Regions from separate parts of the Mus musculus genome. Here region 1 is linked to region 2. Evidence: chromatin contacts called from public HiChIP or PLAC-seq data. All regions are on one chromosome and are shown on one strand. The core of a region is the stretch at or near the end of the contact, and the rest is flanking DNA. Distances in the headings are between cores, read along the strand shown. Region 1 overlaps Lmx1a (LIM homeobox transcription factor 1 alpha). Region 2 holds the start of Lmx1a (LIM homeobox transcription factor 1 alpha).

What was found. HiChIP or PLAC-seq counts read pairs in DNA pulled down with a chosen protein or histone mark.
Region 1: a contact with region 2 is called in an H3K4me3 HiChIP or PLAC-seq map of embryonic limb bud, with 2.2 times the contacts expected there. The contact joins the enhancer-like site here to the promoter of Lmx1a in region 2. A contact is called at or near these places in 1 of 39 promoter capture datasets (liver), 30 of 484 Hi-C or Micro-C datasets (adipose-derived mesenchymal stem cells, brain, cerebellar granule neurons and 13 more), 10 of 115 datasets of contacts at active chromatin or transcription factors (astrocytes, craniofacial prominence, embryonic forebrain and 6 more) and 2 of 9 other capture datasets (embryonic stem cells and pancreatic islet).

The regions. Positions count from the first base shown.
Region 1 is chr1:167,787,148-167,793,838 of GRCm38.p6, reverse strand. It overlaps Lmx1a (LIM homeobox transcription factor 1 alpha), which reads right to left. Exons shown (of 8, transcript NM_033652.5): 3 at 2,270-2,502. Among named protein-coding and RNA genes, the nearest start is that of Lmx1a, 100 kb to the right of the region's middle. Within about 2 kb of position 4,953, at least 14 of the 459 cell types and tissues checked have an H3K27ac peak or open chromatin away from gene starts, as enhancers often do. A contact at or near this core is called in embryonic limb bud, where this site is marked.
Region 2 is chr1:167,686,371-167,693,511 of GRCm38.p6, reverse strand. Lmx1a (LIM homeobox transcription factor 1 alpha) reads right to left here and starts at 3,954. Exons shown (of 8, transcript NM_033652.5): 1 at 3,662-3,954; 2 at 1,345-1,531. The coding sequence starts at 3,737.

The DNA.
Region 1 (6,691 bases), core at 3,704-6,203, 99 kb before region 2:
AAGACCTCATAGGGGAGGGCCCCTAGAGACCCTGAGCATCTGTCACCACCCATTAAGCCAAAATGGTCTACCCCTGGCTTTGAATGGCATCTAAAGACTACAGAGGCTGCCTTGGGGACTATTGGCAAAGCTGGGACCAGGGTAAAAGAGACTGGGCCATATCAGAAAAGAGCATTCAGCTGTGTGTGATGAGTCACTCCTGTATTCCAGAACTTGAGAAGTGGAGGAAGAAAGATTGCTAACTCGAAGTTAGCCTGCGCTCCATAGTAAAGCCCTGTCTCAAAAGTTCAGAAAGTCTTGGGAGAAGGCTCAGTCAGGAAAGTAATTGTCACATAAGCATAGGGACCTGAGTTCAAATTCCCAGGACCCATGTAAAAGCCAGGAGTGGCACTGAACAACTCTAACCCCAGTGCCAAGGTAAGGGACTTGCTCTCAGACCAATCTAACTGAACTGGCAAACTCCAGATTCACTGGGAGATCCAGTGAATGAGGTAGAGAGCGATTTAGGAAGATGCCCAACAATCAACCACTGGGCTCTAATAACAAACACATGCCCCAACCCTAACCCTCACACACACACACACACACACACACACACACACACACACACACACACACACATCAACAATAAAGGAAAATGAGAAAGTAGGAGGAAGAGAGAGAAAGAGGGCTTCTGAAAACAAGGTGTGTAGCTTCTGGGGAATGACACTCAAGGTTGATCTCTGATCTTCACATGTGTACACACAAAAACACACATACATGCACACACAAAAACATAAAAATGACAGGACAGAAGAACATTAACTCAACAAGTACTTAAGAAACAGCCATCTTACTTACAGCTCTCAGTATCTAAGGAGGGTGGTTCTGGGAGATTCTTGTCCCTTTCAGCTCTAAAAATCTGTGATGAGTTTTGCAGTGTTAGTTTCTGAGTGTGAGTGTGTGTGTGAGTGTGTATATGTTAGTGTTTGTGTATATGGTGTCTCTGTGAGTGTGAATATGTGATACAGAGTGCACCAGTATGTGTGTACTTGGGTTCAAGTGCATGTGGATGCCCCAGGTTGGTTCTCACAATTATCATTCTTCTACCTTAGTCACTGAGTCATGCTTTCTCAATCAAACCCAGAGCTCACGATATTGTTAGTCTTGCTAGCCTGCTTGCACTGGAGACCCTGTCTCCATCTTCAAGGTTATCACTACAGGTGGGTCATTGTCCCCAACCAGCATTTACATAGGTTCTGGGGGAACAAAACTCTAGCCATCACACTTGTGTGACAAACACTTTAACCTGTGAGCCATCTGATAAGTACATTACAGGCTGGGAATAAAATGAAACCATGGTAAAAATGGGCACAGTCACAGGAACACCACCCACGGCTTCACACAGACTCCTGTGTGACAACCTCTGCCCTGTGGAGCCATCATCCTGAAAAGCTCCATTTACAAGCACAGAATTAGCTGGCCCTCTGGAACATGCTCTGTGAAATCGTTGCATCTCCTCTGTATCTCCTACCTCTCACTTCCTCTGAAGTCACCATGAGCCAAGGCTGGTGGGTAAGGAAGAGAAAGAACAAAAATACTCTCGCTCCTTTATGATGGAAGTCACCAAACCTCAGGCAGATCCCAGCACTCACGTCAGGCAGACGAGCAAACCGTGCTTAGAGAGATTCAGTGATGGCCGCAGACTGAATGGCTGGCTCAATTCCCCATCTCCATAACTAATAATCTATTTCTCTATCTTATGGAAGCCTAGCCAACAAGTCTTCGAGCCACATTCCCCACTCCAGGGGTTTGAGCTTGCAATACAGCTCAGCTAATGGGATATTAGCAGACGTGATGGCAGCGGAGGTTTGGAGTGTGCCTGTGTAGTGAGTGGGGCATGCCTTTTGTGACTGGCCGGAGCCCATCCCTTTCAGCTACTGCTCCTCTAACCTGAACCCCAGAGCGAATCACAGAAGACCTGAACCAGACCTAGGCTGAGAGCTAAGCTCAGCTGATTGAGATCAACAGACTCTAGCCTGAAGCAGTCACTCCTGTTAACCCTGAGACTTCAAAATGCAGAAGTCTGTGCTTTAGGTTGTATGCCATGAAAATTAGACATGATTTCTTATGCATCACCATCACCATCACCATCATCATCACAGTAAGTCACTGCTTAAAGCTGTATCTGAGCTTTGAAAAGGAAGTTCTTTAAATGCAGAGAATTGCCTTGCCATAGACCTAGGCTGCATCCCATGGACCACCTTCCCCGCAACCACAAGGCACTCACCTGAGTCTGAGGCCGCAGGGCTCACCAGGCTCAGCAGCTCCCGTTCTTTCTCATAGTCCCCTTTGCAGAGCAGCTGGCCCTCCTTCAGGACAAACTCGTCACCCTTCTGCAGCTGTCGCTCACAGACGCAGCAGCAGAAGCAGCTCAGGTGGTATACGCTCTTCTGGGCACGCATGACAAACTCATTGGGCGCAATGGCCTCGAAGCAGCCCCCACATTTGACAGCAAACAGTCTACAAGAGGGAGAGAAAGAAAAGCGATGAGGTCTCCCTGCCAGTCAACAGCAAGAGGACCTTCAACCCTGGGACAGGAATGTTTGTACTGGTGCAGATTTCAGATTCAGGGTAATCGGTGACTTTCTGGTCTCCCTCAATCCATGACAACTAAGGCTGACTAATGAAAGCCCAAAAATTTAAATATCTCATTTTTTTCACTTTTAAATTATCTGATGAGATTATAATTGCATTTGTAAACATTGTGGCATAAGCACATAAACATCTTAACATATCTGTGATATTCAGTCATTATAGCATTTTTCTGCTTTCAAAAGAAAGAGCCATTTTCTTTTTTAAACTAGTAACATGATCGCAAGGGCAGGAGTCTTTACAAAACATTCTCTGCTTATCCCTGCATACCAGAGGAGCTGATAGATATAGGAAGGTCAGCTGGCAAGAGAGAGGGCAGCAAGGAGGGGGCGGGGCATAAAACTGCACTGCCCCCTTCTTCACAAAGACAGACACAAGTGGATACAAAGTATATTTAGGGAGACCATGCCAATTTGTTCTGCTAATTTGACCCACTTTGGCAGAAATGACGGAAACAACATAAACAACAGAAGATTTTCCTATAAACAAGCCAACTACCACATTGGCCTGAGTGGGGCCAGTCCTATCTCTTTGCTTGTTCATCGGACAGTCGCTCTTTCTTCTTTTCATTCTCTTGTTTTCATTAATTCAGAAACATCCACTGCACGGGCTGTGATCCACTATTCACTCTGTGATTGAACAGAGAGGGGAGCAATAGAAACCACGCCCCATCTGTGTGTGTGTGTGTGTGTGTGTGTGTGTGTGTGTGATTGCTGGGCTGTGATCCACTATTCACTCTGTGATTGAACAGAGAGGGGAGCAATAGAAACCACGCCCCATCTGTGTGTGTGTGTGTGTGTGTGTGTGTGTGTGTGTGATTGCTGTAGCCTCCACAGTATGCAAGACAAATCCTCCACCGTTTGGAGCTCATCTGCTTGTGGAAGAACATAAGTCACACTAGGAAGATGGCAGGGTGGATCAAGGTCCTTGCCATGCAAACCTGACAACCTGAATTCAAACCCTGAGGCCCACTTAAAGATGTGAGGGGAAAACTGACTTCATAAAGGTGACCTCTGACCCCCATGTGTGTGCCATAGTGGCAAAAAAAAAAAAAATGCAGAGGTGTCCGGTGGTGGCTACAAAATATTAGAACACGGAGTCGGAGCATGCATAAGGAATTAGTCAATCGCTTCCCAGCCATAAAATTGTTGGGTTATATGGCAATACCCTCCTCACACAGTGTGTTTGTCTTGGAAGCTTGCCGAAGACTGGAACAATCTGAAGGTGGAAAGGAGGCTTGGGAAGGGCTCCCAAGGAGGCATGACACACAGACTGGTACTGGAGAGAGGGAAGACATTGAAGCTTTGAGTGGAGGAAGCCAAAGCTTGAAAAAGATTAACAAGGTCATCTGCCATGGATCCTGGAGCCACCCACGGACAGCCTCCCAGGACAGGATGCGATCTGCAGGATTGGAAGGAGTGTGCTGTATGGCCTACAGTCTAAGCTGTGAGCTCCTGTGCCCATCCCTCAGCCCCTGTGAAGCAACTCACTTTACACGCCCCCTCCCCATCTCTCACACACTGTGATGGAGGATAACGTTGAGCACCTATCCAATGGCTGGTGCTGCCTTTTCACTACTAATACGCTCCACACCCAGAACTGCAAGGACCAGAAGCCTTTCCCCTCCCCCTCCCTCCCTCCAGCTGCCCACTGCGGTTTTCCCCGACTTATTACTGGAGTCCCTCCAATATTTTCTTTTACACCCTCTCCCCCTGCTAGATGCCACGTGCTGTGTAGAAAGTCTACCTAGTTCATCCCTCGGCCTCCCAAGTCCCTGGTCTCTGTTTGCCAACCTGAGCAAACTAATCAATGCTTTTCCAGTAGCCAGTCAAAGACCCTTTGTCCCCACGCCTTGCTTCTTTTCCCTATCCCCTGAAATGGACTGTTAAGCAGACTCAGGGCAAACGTTCCCAGGGAGTCAACAAACACTTAAGGAGCTTCAGCAGCGGGCGGTAGCATCTGTGCTTGTCTGACTCCTACCCTATTAATCTCCTCCTCCTTTTTCTTTCCTGTTAAATTTGTCACTCACTCCATAAATTTCCACCCTGTGTTAAAGGAGAGAGGGGTGGAGCGAGCATAACAAAGAGTGTCCGCCATGTTGACTCAGGAGCGCTAGACTAAGTGTAAGTAGTCATCTAGGCTCAAATCCTGAATTGGCCATGTTCCCTGGAGGACTGCAGGCCAGAGAGTCCAGCAAGCCTTGTTCCTTCCGTTCTCCCTCCCTGGAGCCAAACCACGTCAGCTGCACCTTACTCCCTTGTCTCTTGTAACCTTCAAGAGCAATTCGAGAAGAGGAACATGCCATCTACCACCTGGGTGCCAGATGTGTACACAGCTGTACGGGTACCACTGTGGACCCAGCTGCCGACTGCACAGCCTCCCATAAGTTGTTTTCTCTGAGGCTCAGAGAAGCAGAGAAAAGGATTTGTTCAAAAGTCCAGGTCATAATTAAAACACAGCCTGTCTCTTCCTAGTGCTTGAGATGTGTCCCCCATGGTTAGTCCCCCTCTGAATGCTAATGAGTCTGCACTCTGGGTTCAGAGTCTGGCAGGCTGCTGGAAAGCTGGGCAATGTCTCCAGAACTACCCAGCTCACCTCTGTAGACCTGACAGCATCCAACTTTTCTCACCATTCTAAATCTCTTCTCTTCTCTTCTCTTCTCTTCTCTTCTCTTCTCTTCTCTTCTCTTCTCTTCTCTTCTCTTCTCCATTTCTCTTCTCTCCCCTCCCCTCCCCTCCCCTCCCCCCTCCCCCCTTCCCCCCTCTCTTCTCCCCTTTTGGGGTATCTCTCCCTTGTATATCATTATCTCATCCCCACTTGTAAAATGAAAATGGAGCATCTTCCTTGTAGAAAATCATCCTGTGCAACAGGGTCCCTGGTATTGAGCCCCTCTGTCTACAGATCACCTTCTTTGAGGAGGGGTATCATAGCAAATAAAGCTACCTTTGTTCTTAGAGAGTCACAGTGGGCAGGAGGCTAGGGGTGGCTCGATTTACTTATTCTGAGAGGAGGAAACCTCAGTTGAGAAAATGCCTCCATAATATTGGGCTGTGGGCCACCCTGTAGAGCATTTTCTTAATTAGTAATAGATAGAGGAGGGCCCCTCCCACTGTGGGTAGTGCCACCCCTGGGCTGATGGTCCTGAGTTCCATAAGAACGCAGTTTCAGTGAGCCGTAAAGAGTGAGACAGTAAGCAGCACCCTCCATAGCCTCTGCATCAGCTCTTGCCTCCGAGTTCCTGCCTGTTTGAGCTCCTATCCTGACTTCCTTCAATGGTGAACGGTGATATAGAAGGATAAGCTGAATAAACCCCTTTCTTTCTGACTTGCTTTTCACTCATGTTGTTTCATGGCAGCAACAGAAACACTGACTGAGACAAGTTCCTACAAGGATAATGAGGGTATTGCTACAACTGACTTTACCGTGTTGTTTTGGGGGTAGATTGTGGAAGAATTTTGGAACTCCGGGCTAGGAAAGTCATTGAGTGTTGAGAGCTCAGTGAACTGAACTCAGGAAAAAGAATGTTGACAGCAGTGCATGCAATGGAGGCCTGGCTTATAAAGAGGGAAGCAAAACTCTGCAGGGCTTTCTGTGTGAAGAGTCTGTAGTTCTGGTCAGCTGGCGCTGAAGAATCAGCTGTGATTAACAAGGTACCAGAAATATTAAAGTGAAACCTTTGCTTTGCTGGGATACTCAGTGCTGGTCAGCAGGGGCTAAGAAATTAGCAGTGATGAAGAGACCAGCATCACCGAGGAGAAATCTTTTGGAAAGTGTATTCTGAGAGTCAGCCCACCAACGCTAGGCTCCAGACACAGCCAAGGTTGTAAGCTTGTAGTATAGCAGTCACCCAGGTTGGACTAGTTTTGAAGGCATGAAGGGGTCATATAGAGCTGCTGAGGCTTGGTGCTGTGAGAGGCTAGGAAGGGCCACTGGGGAAGGCACAGCCTGAGAAGGCCCAGGATTAAAGGGTTATGCAGAGAAGTTGAGGCTTGACCCCATGCAAAAGCCTATGAGAGGCTATTGGTGAAAGTGTAACCTAGTTGCTGCAAGGGACCCC
Region 2 (7,141 bases), core at 2,705-5,204:
TGCTTTTGTTGTTTTTTTGTTTTTGATTTTGTTAGTTTTGGGGGGTTTTGGTTTTTTTAGGTTCTGAAAAAAATGTAAAGCACTTCTGAGACAACAGGAAGACCTGGTGGTCTCTCCACACGGAGGTAAAAGTCAGGCATTTTATGTCGGAGCAGGAGGACTGAGTAGCAGAGAGGGTGGTGGTGGCTGCTGCGTCTAACTTGGTCCATTTTTTTTTCCTCTGTTCTTCCTTTCCCCTGTGTTTTTTGTTTTGATAGCCAACCCTCCTTTGCACTTCTTTTCACTGTGCGTCGTCGTCACAGGCACAGGCACAGGCACACGCTGACCTTCCTCAGCCTCTCTCCACATAGTGGAGTGAAAGGGGCTGCATTTCCTCCGTGTACACACACACACACACACACACACACACACACACACACACACACGCATGCATGCACACACAATCAACATATGCCAGCCCTTGCGCACAAAAACAGAAGAGCTCTGAGCCATTTTTCTTTCTGGCTAGCCCTCCACAATCCTAGGAATCCAATGTCCCTATGAATTGGCCAGTGTTGAAATGCAAGACAGCTTCCTCTCCTTACTTCCGCAGGGCTCCTCCTGGCCAGTCTTCTGACAATAAGGGCATCCTACCACACACACCACAATCCCAAGGGTATTTCAGAAATCCAGATTGGGAAAAGAACCGCTCGCTCTCTTCATTACCTGCCTCCCAGTTCTGCATGCTGATATGAGCATCGAACATGCGTCCTGTCAGATAACTTCCCTAGTCTAGAACAGGGTGGAGACGCTCTGCAGAACAGTTTCCCTCTAGCCTACGAACTCCTGAAAACCCGAAGAGGGGGTTACTGGAAACGCCAAACAAGGGTGCAGGGCAAAAAAGGTCATTTCCAAACCTGATTTGATCAAGCCCAGGAGAAAAAAAAAATGTGCCCACGGGACAGAAACCACCCGATCCTTACTGATGGGCACAAACTCCAGAGCCATGCAAACCCTTGAGAAAGATGAAATGGAAAAAAAGGGTCGCTAGTCGCTAGCTCCCCGCTCCCCGGCAAAGTGATCTCTGTGAATGCCCTGGCCCGGGTTGATGAACTTGGAATGATTTGAAAATATGTTCGCGGCAAAACAAAAACAAAACCAAAAACCCCGCATTGCGGCTCTCCCGGGCCCCAAGTTGTGCATACGGATGGACTTCCCGCAACCCGGGGAGTGTACCGAACGCGGATGCGCGAGATTTACTGGCCTTTCCTGCGAGTGCCTCCTCGAAGAGGGTGCAGGAGGACACGGTCCCCAGCGCACACCCGTGGAGGTGAGTGGGCGCGCTCCGGCGAAGCAGGCACTTACTTCTCGTAGTGGTACTTGCAGTAGAGCTTCTTGTCCCGGTAGAAGCAGGTGGTCTCCAGGGGCTCTTTGCAGGAGGCACACTGCACGCATTGCTCGTGCCAGAAGCTGTCGTTGAGCCGCAGCAGAAACCTGTCCGAGATGACCCGCTGACAGCCCTCGCAGACAGACTTGGGGCTCACCGCTCTGCCTACAACAGCAACAGATGTTGCCGGTGAGCCACACCGGCAAGCTAACCCCAGCCAAACCTGCTCTCGATAGGATTAGACCCACCCTGGGCCTTGCACCCTCAGGAAGCTCCTCTGATGATCAGATATTCCGAAAAATCAAACCAAGTGACGATGACGTTACTAATACATAAAGACTAAGTAGCAAGGTATAAATTTTAGCGAGGGAGGGGGCTGAAGTCAATAAATGGTCTTAGTTATTAGACAGATCCAGGTATATTGCGAGCTTTCACTACGCCTTTAAATTAGATTACATATAAATTTGTGCTCCCAGGACTCTCAAGTCGTCATTAATCATTAAATCACTGTATTTGTGTCCTTTGACTACTTTTAAATGATCGATAATAATTTGCTTGCAACTGAGTTCTATTTTTTTAAGGAAAATTATCATTTTCTGTTTTCTTCATAAAAGGCGGCCTGCGGGGGCAGAAAAATACCATCTCTCCCTACGTGAGCTCAGTACTGTGCAAACTAGTGAATCTCTCCTATGTCTTGTTTGGCGTGAAAATTGCAGGTGGCTTTTCATAATTAGGAAACGTCAAGATGGGGAAAAATAATAGCTGAGCGCAGAGACCCTGAGAAGGGTGCTGGCCAGAGAATTCTAGATCTTCTGCGCTCAGAAGCGCTGATTGGAGCAACAAACCTCTTAGCTCAGTCAGAGAATCTTCTCTGCCCTACCCTTTGACCTTTTTGACTTTTTCCCTTCGGGTCTTGTTCCAGCCCCCCCCCTTGCCCCCAACAAGCAAGGGAGAAATACTTGGCCGCCTTTGTTGACAATTTTCACAACCGTTTAAAGAAGCCCTTGTCCCACAAGAACACTCTTGTCTGTGATGTCCCAAAGGGACGATCCTTCTCCATACCACTACACTAATCTCACTTTCTGCTTTGTAAGCTGGACAGGTCGTTTTGTGTGGTGGGAAGCCAGCAAGAAGGCCTGGGGAGAAAGTGGTCGTTCTCAATTGTAAATTTCTGTTGTCTTGGTCTCAGCACCCCATCCTATGGTTGGGACAAACCATAGGATGGGTCGCGGGTCTCATGGTGCAGAGAACCAAACCCAGTGTGCCTGAGTCCGCACACAGGCTCTAGCCTGCGTCTTCCTTCTTGCTCTGGGGAGAAAATCCTGACAATTTCGAAAGGGAGGTTGAAAGAAGAGGGCATGGGTTTTGTAATTTCGTTTCCTCTGAACTGTTGGGGTGGAGTGGGCGATTTCTCTCTGGACATGGTTTCTATAATCGAAATTTTTTCAGCCCCACTCTATTGGTTCTAAAGTTAGAGAAAGAGGCAAGAGGTTTAAATAAAAGAAAAATCTCTCCTTCAGAAAGAAGCGGGAAGAAACACAGGAAGAAAGAAAATTTAAAAACAAAACAAAACAAAACATTTTTTTCTCCAAACTTGAAAATTCCAAAGGGAGAGTTGAAGAGACACTGGCAAAACAAGCCTGAACTCTGAAAGACCCATGGGTATGACTCTTTGGATCTCTCTATTCTCTGCTCCTTCGAAGTGGCTGGGTTGGGGGTAGAGGGATACCAAGCTTGCGGAACAGGGGTCCGGCTTCAGTTAATTAAAGACCAGGCAAGGGCCCCGCCGTGCAAGCTAATCCCAGCGCAGCGCTGCCCACCAGCCCGGAAAAGCCTCTCGGCCATGCCCAATACTAAAATTGGGGCTGCAGTTGGTGGGGGAAGAGAAGAACCTGGGCGCTCTGGGCCTCGGATCTCTCATGCTAGGACACAGGCCTCTGAGAAACCGGTGGCATTTATGAGCCGTCGATCAGCTCCGTGATTAAAAATCCAGCCCTGGGTATTATTAATCACTTGCCACTCAAATGCCTTGTGAACATGCTCGCCCGCCCCTCAAGGCTTTGGGGAATTCGATGTTGAACTCGTGAAGCCTGGGGAGGCTTGATGGTTGTATTTAGGTAGGGACGACTCAAAAGGACTGATGGACACGGAAAGACAGAGATTGTGGGCACCTCTGTGTGCGCGCGAAGAGGGTGCTAGTCTGGTCGCTTAACCCAGTATCAGAGACCTGACGTACTGAGCTCCCGGCCCCGGCAGAAGGAGGATGCTCTAGGGAGCATGCGGTTGAACACTTACCCAGCAAAGAGGAGAAAGATGCCGAGGTCTCAATCGCACTTTGAAAGTTCTCCTCCATCTTCAGGCCGTCCAACATGTTCGGGGTGAGCCAGGAGGACCTGTAGAGCGGAGGAACGGTTGAGTCTAGCTTCCCGTGCCTGTTGGGACTCCGCACCCTCAGTTGCCACTCTCCTGGGACAGGACAGAAGCAGTGTCCAGGGCGACAAGAATGAGCCTAGAGGGTAGAGTCCAGACAAGGGAAATGTAAGGTGGGAGGAGAGAGAAGAGCCACCGTGAACTGCTCGGACGGCTCTGATTTCACTTGAAGTCAACGCGTTATGTGCTAAGGCCTCCGCCCCCTAACTGCGTTCTCCTAACCCCCACCCCCACCCCTGTCCCCAGGTTTCCCATTCCAAGACCGACTCCGCCCCATCCTATACTAATGTGGCCCCTAGGGATCCCACCACTAGAACTATGGTACTCTGTGTGATGGGGTGGGGGTACGCCTGCTCTCAGAGCCAGGGCCAAGCCGGGACCAACCAGGTCCGATATCCCAGTGGCACCACCACTCACTTTCGACCCTCACCTGTCTTAGAGAGAGGCAGAGTAAGGGACTCGGAGACTGTCCCGCCTGCTTCCGTACTCCTGGCGCAGCGCTCTGCTTGGGGGGTGGGGGGGGGGCGCTCGGGAGTAGGCGTGCGGGGCGCGCGGGGAGGTCCTCCCGCCGGTCGGCCAGTGCCGGGAACGTCTGCAGGAGCAAAGGAGTCGCCTTGGGGAGGAGCCGCGACTGGCCCGGTTCACTCTTGGATGCATTTCAAATCAACTTTCAGAAACACGCCCGCCCGAGCCGGAGCCTAAGGATCCCCGCAGCCTTCCTTACCTGATGGGCGAGCTCGCGCCCAGCGTCCGGAGCAGCGCGAAGTGGCCGGGAGACGCCGGGCAGCTTTGGCGGAGGGAGGAGGCGTCCCCTAGGCTGCAGCCAGAGCAGCCGCCCGGACTCCGGCGCACCCGGGAGAGAGCAGGAGCGAACGCCGGCCCCCGATTCCGCTCCTCGGCGCGCCGGAGTGGGGCCGGGCCGTGGCCTCAAGCCGCCGATCCTCCTCGGGACGTCCCGCCAACACGCGCCGCTCTGCAGCCGGGAAGGGGAAACCAGGCGGCTGCTCCAAGATCGGCGGTGGAACCGGAGGCCCAGGGTCCTGGGTGCAAAGTCCGCCCTGCCTTCTTCGAGGCGGCTCGGGCGGTTTCTGACAGTGGCCGCTGGCTGCGTGCGCGGCCCGGGAAGGGGGTGGGGTGCGCAGGGCGGGGGCCTGGGAGCGCGTCCCGTGGCGGGGCCCGCGGTGCTCTGTTTCCCCGGCTTGGCTGCTCGACCCACCGCGAGGCTACAGCCTGATGCTCCAGTCTGCTGCCCGGACCTCCCGGACGCGCCAAACTTTTCCTTCTCTCCACGTGGAACGGTTGCCCCGGGGGAGCTACACCCCAGACTCGGCAGAGATCCGTGCCACCTAGACTTCACGCGGGCGGGATGGGGATCCGGTTGCTCTCGGATCTGCACCGTAAGTGATGACTAACCTCAGACACCTGGAGGTCGCGGGGATCGCCTAGAGCCCCCAACCCCAATCCTCTCTGCTTTGTGAACTCTGGCACCAGAAGCTCCAAGCTCTTCGGATTTTCATTCACCCACTTGCTCCTGCAACTTACAAATTTGTTTTGGCTTAAAACTCAACTCACCGTTTCTGGCTGAAACTACTTCACTGCTGGGAAATGCAATAATGGGACCCATGGCCAAACCTTGAATCAGGCTCCCTCTATCCTATCCTGCTGGCTGGATGCTAGACTAGAAGTCAGCCAAGGGGACTTTTCTTAGAAAAGAAGATCCTGGGGGCAGTTTTTAATTCCCTGTGATTCATAACATTCTGCAGCGACAGCCCTCCAGCCTCTCTAGAGGCAGGAACAGGGTCTTGCTCCTCTATTCCAAGAAAAGCCTGGGGCCAAGTGACTCAATAAACACATCATTGCGTTGGCTAACATTTTATCGACCATTAATTTTGTGCCAATCTTTATTCCGTAGCCAACTTATCTAATCTTTAAATTTTAAGGTGGGGAAAATTATAGTCTCAGTGTTCGGGTTGCCCTAAGGAAATGGGACACCTGTCCACGTGAAATTCTAGCCTGCTCTCCAGAACACCGTTGGGAGGTCCAATTCCATGGGCTTCTCTAGGGCACCCTCACTTCTACACTGCGAGGAACTCGGTGGCAGTAATCCAGCGCTATAGCATGGTCAGAAGACATACCATGTAAGCAAGTATTCCCTAGTGCCCTTCACCAAGGAAAAGATCTCTTCCTGAACTTATGTCCAACAAGCTCTTCTGTGCTTAGGGACACACACACACACACACACACACACACACCCTGCCCACCCGCAGCATCCTAAGTGTGTTCTATCTGCAAGCACACGCCAAACGCAGAATATGACTTTAGAGGAACAAGGGGAAAGGGCAGAGAGTTTAATACCCTATATTAGAATACTGCTTTAAACTTTTTAGGGTGCTCCTATATTCATGGTTTTGCTTGATCTCTATGACAAACCTGTGAGGTAGACAGAACAAATAATTTTATCTATTGTCCTAGACAAATCTTTGGGGCTTAATACAGCCAGGAGATTTCTCTGCTGTTAAACAGGTGGCTATTGGTATGTCTTCTAACACCTGACCTTTGTCATGTCTGCCATCCAGATAGAACAGGATATGGGGGTAGAGATAAATTACATGTATTCTTGAGATAATATATACGATAGAATTTTTTTAAGAAAAAAAGAACACAGCATACACCCACAAGAAATATTATTTTAAGTGCCCAGCTGAGTTTTTGTTTAACTAAGAGTCTTGAGTTTACGAAACATATTTAACTACTGGGTAAGAAATATCCAGTAGCGAATATCCAGATGATGGATAAATAGATGGTGTTTGATCTGAGTCTTTTTGGTGGTTCTGGCATCAGGAAGAAAGCCTGGTTAGTGTAGCACACCCAAGTCTGTCTTTCCCCCAGTTGGTTTGGGCACTTCAGATAAGTACTACGTCTCACAATCCCATTGTAAGTTCTGCCTCAGTACAGAAGTGCATAGATGCCTTAACAAATAGTGTTTCGTTGGCTGAGGGGTGAATGACCCTCTCTGCTGTAGTCTGAACCTACAGGGAAGGTTCCATAAGCAAAAAAAAATCTCAGTTCCAAGTGGCTTTCCCCCACTTCTATACATAGCCAATATATTTGTATCATATCCATCCTCACTTCCCAGACCTCCCCCAACACATCTTCTTGTGTCCTTTTCTTTTTGGTTTTCAGTGCAACCTGCTGGGTCTAACAAGTGCTGTCTTGTGTGCACGAAACCCATCCGTGGCCAGACTCCCAGAAAAAAAATCGTTCCACCTTGCTAAGTCTGCCAGTAGTTTCTCACACTTGAATTTTGACTGGATTGATCTTGTGTAGATCTTGTGGGTGTGACAT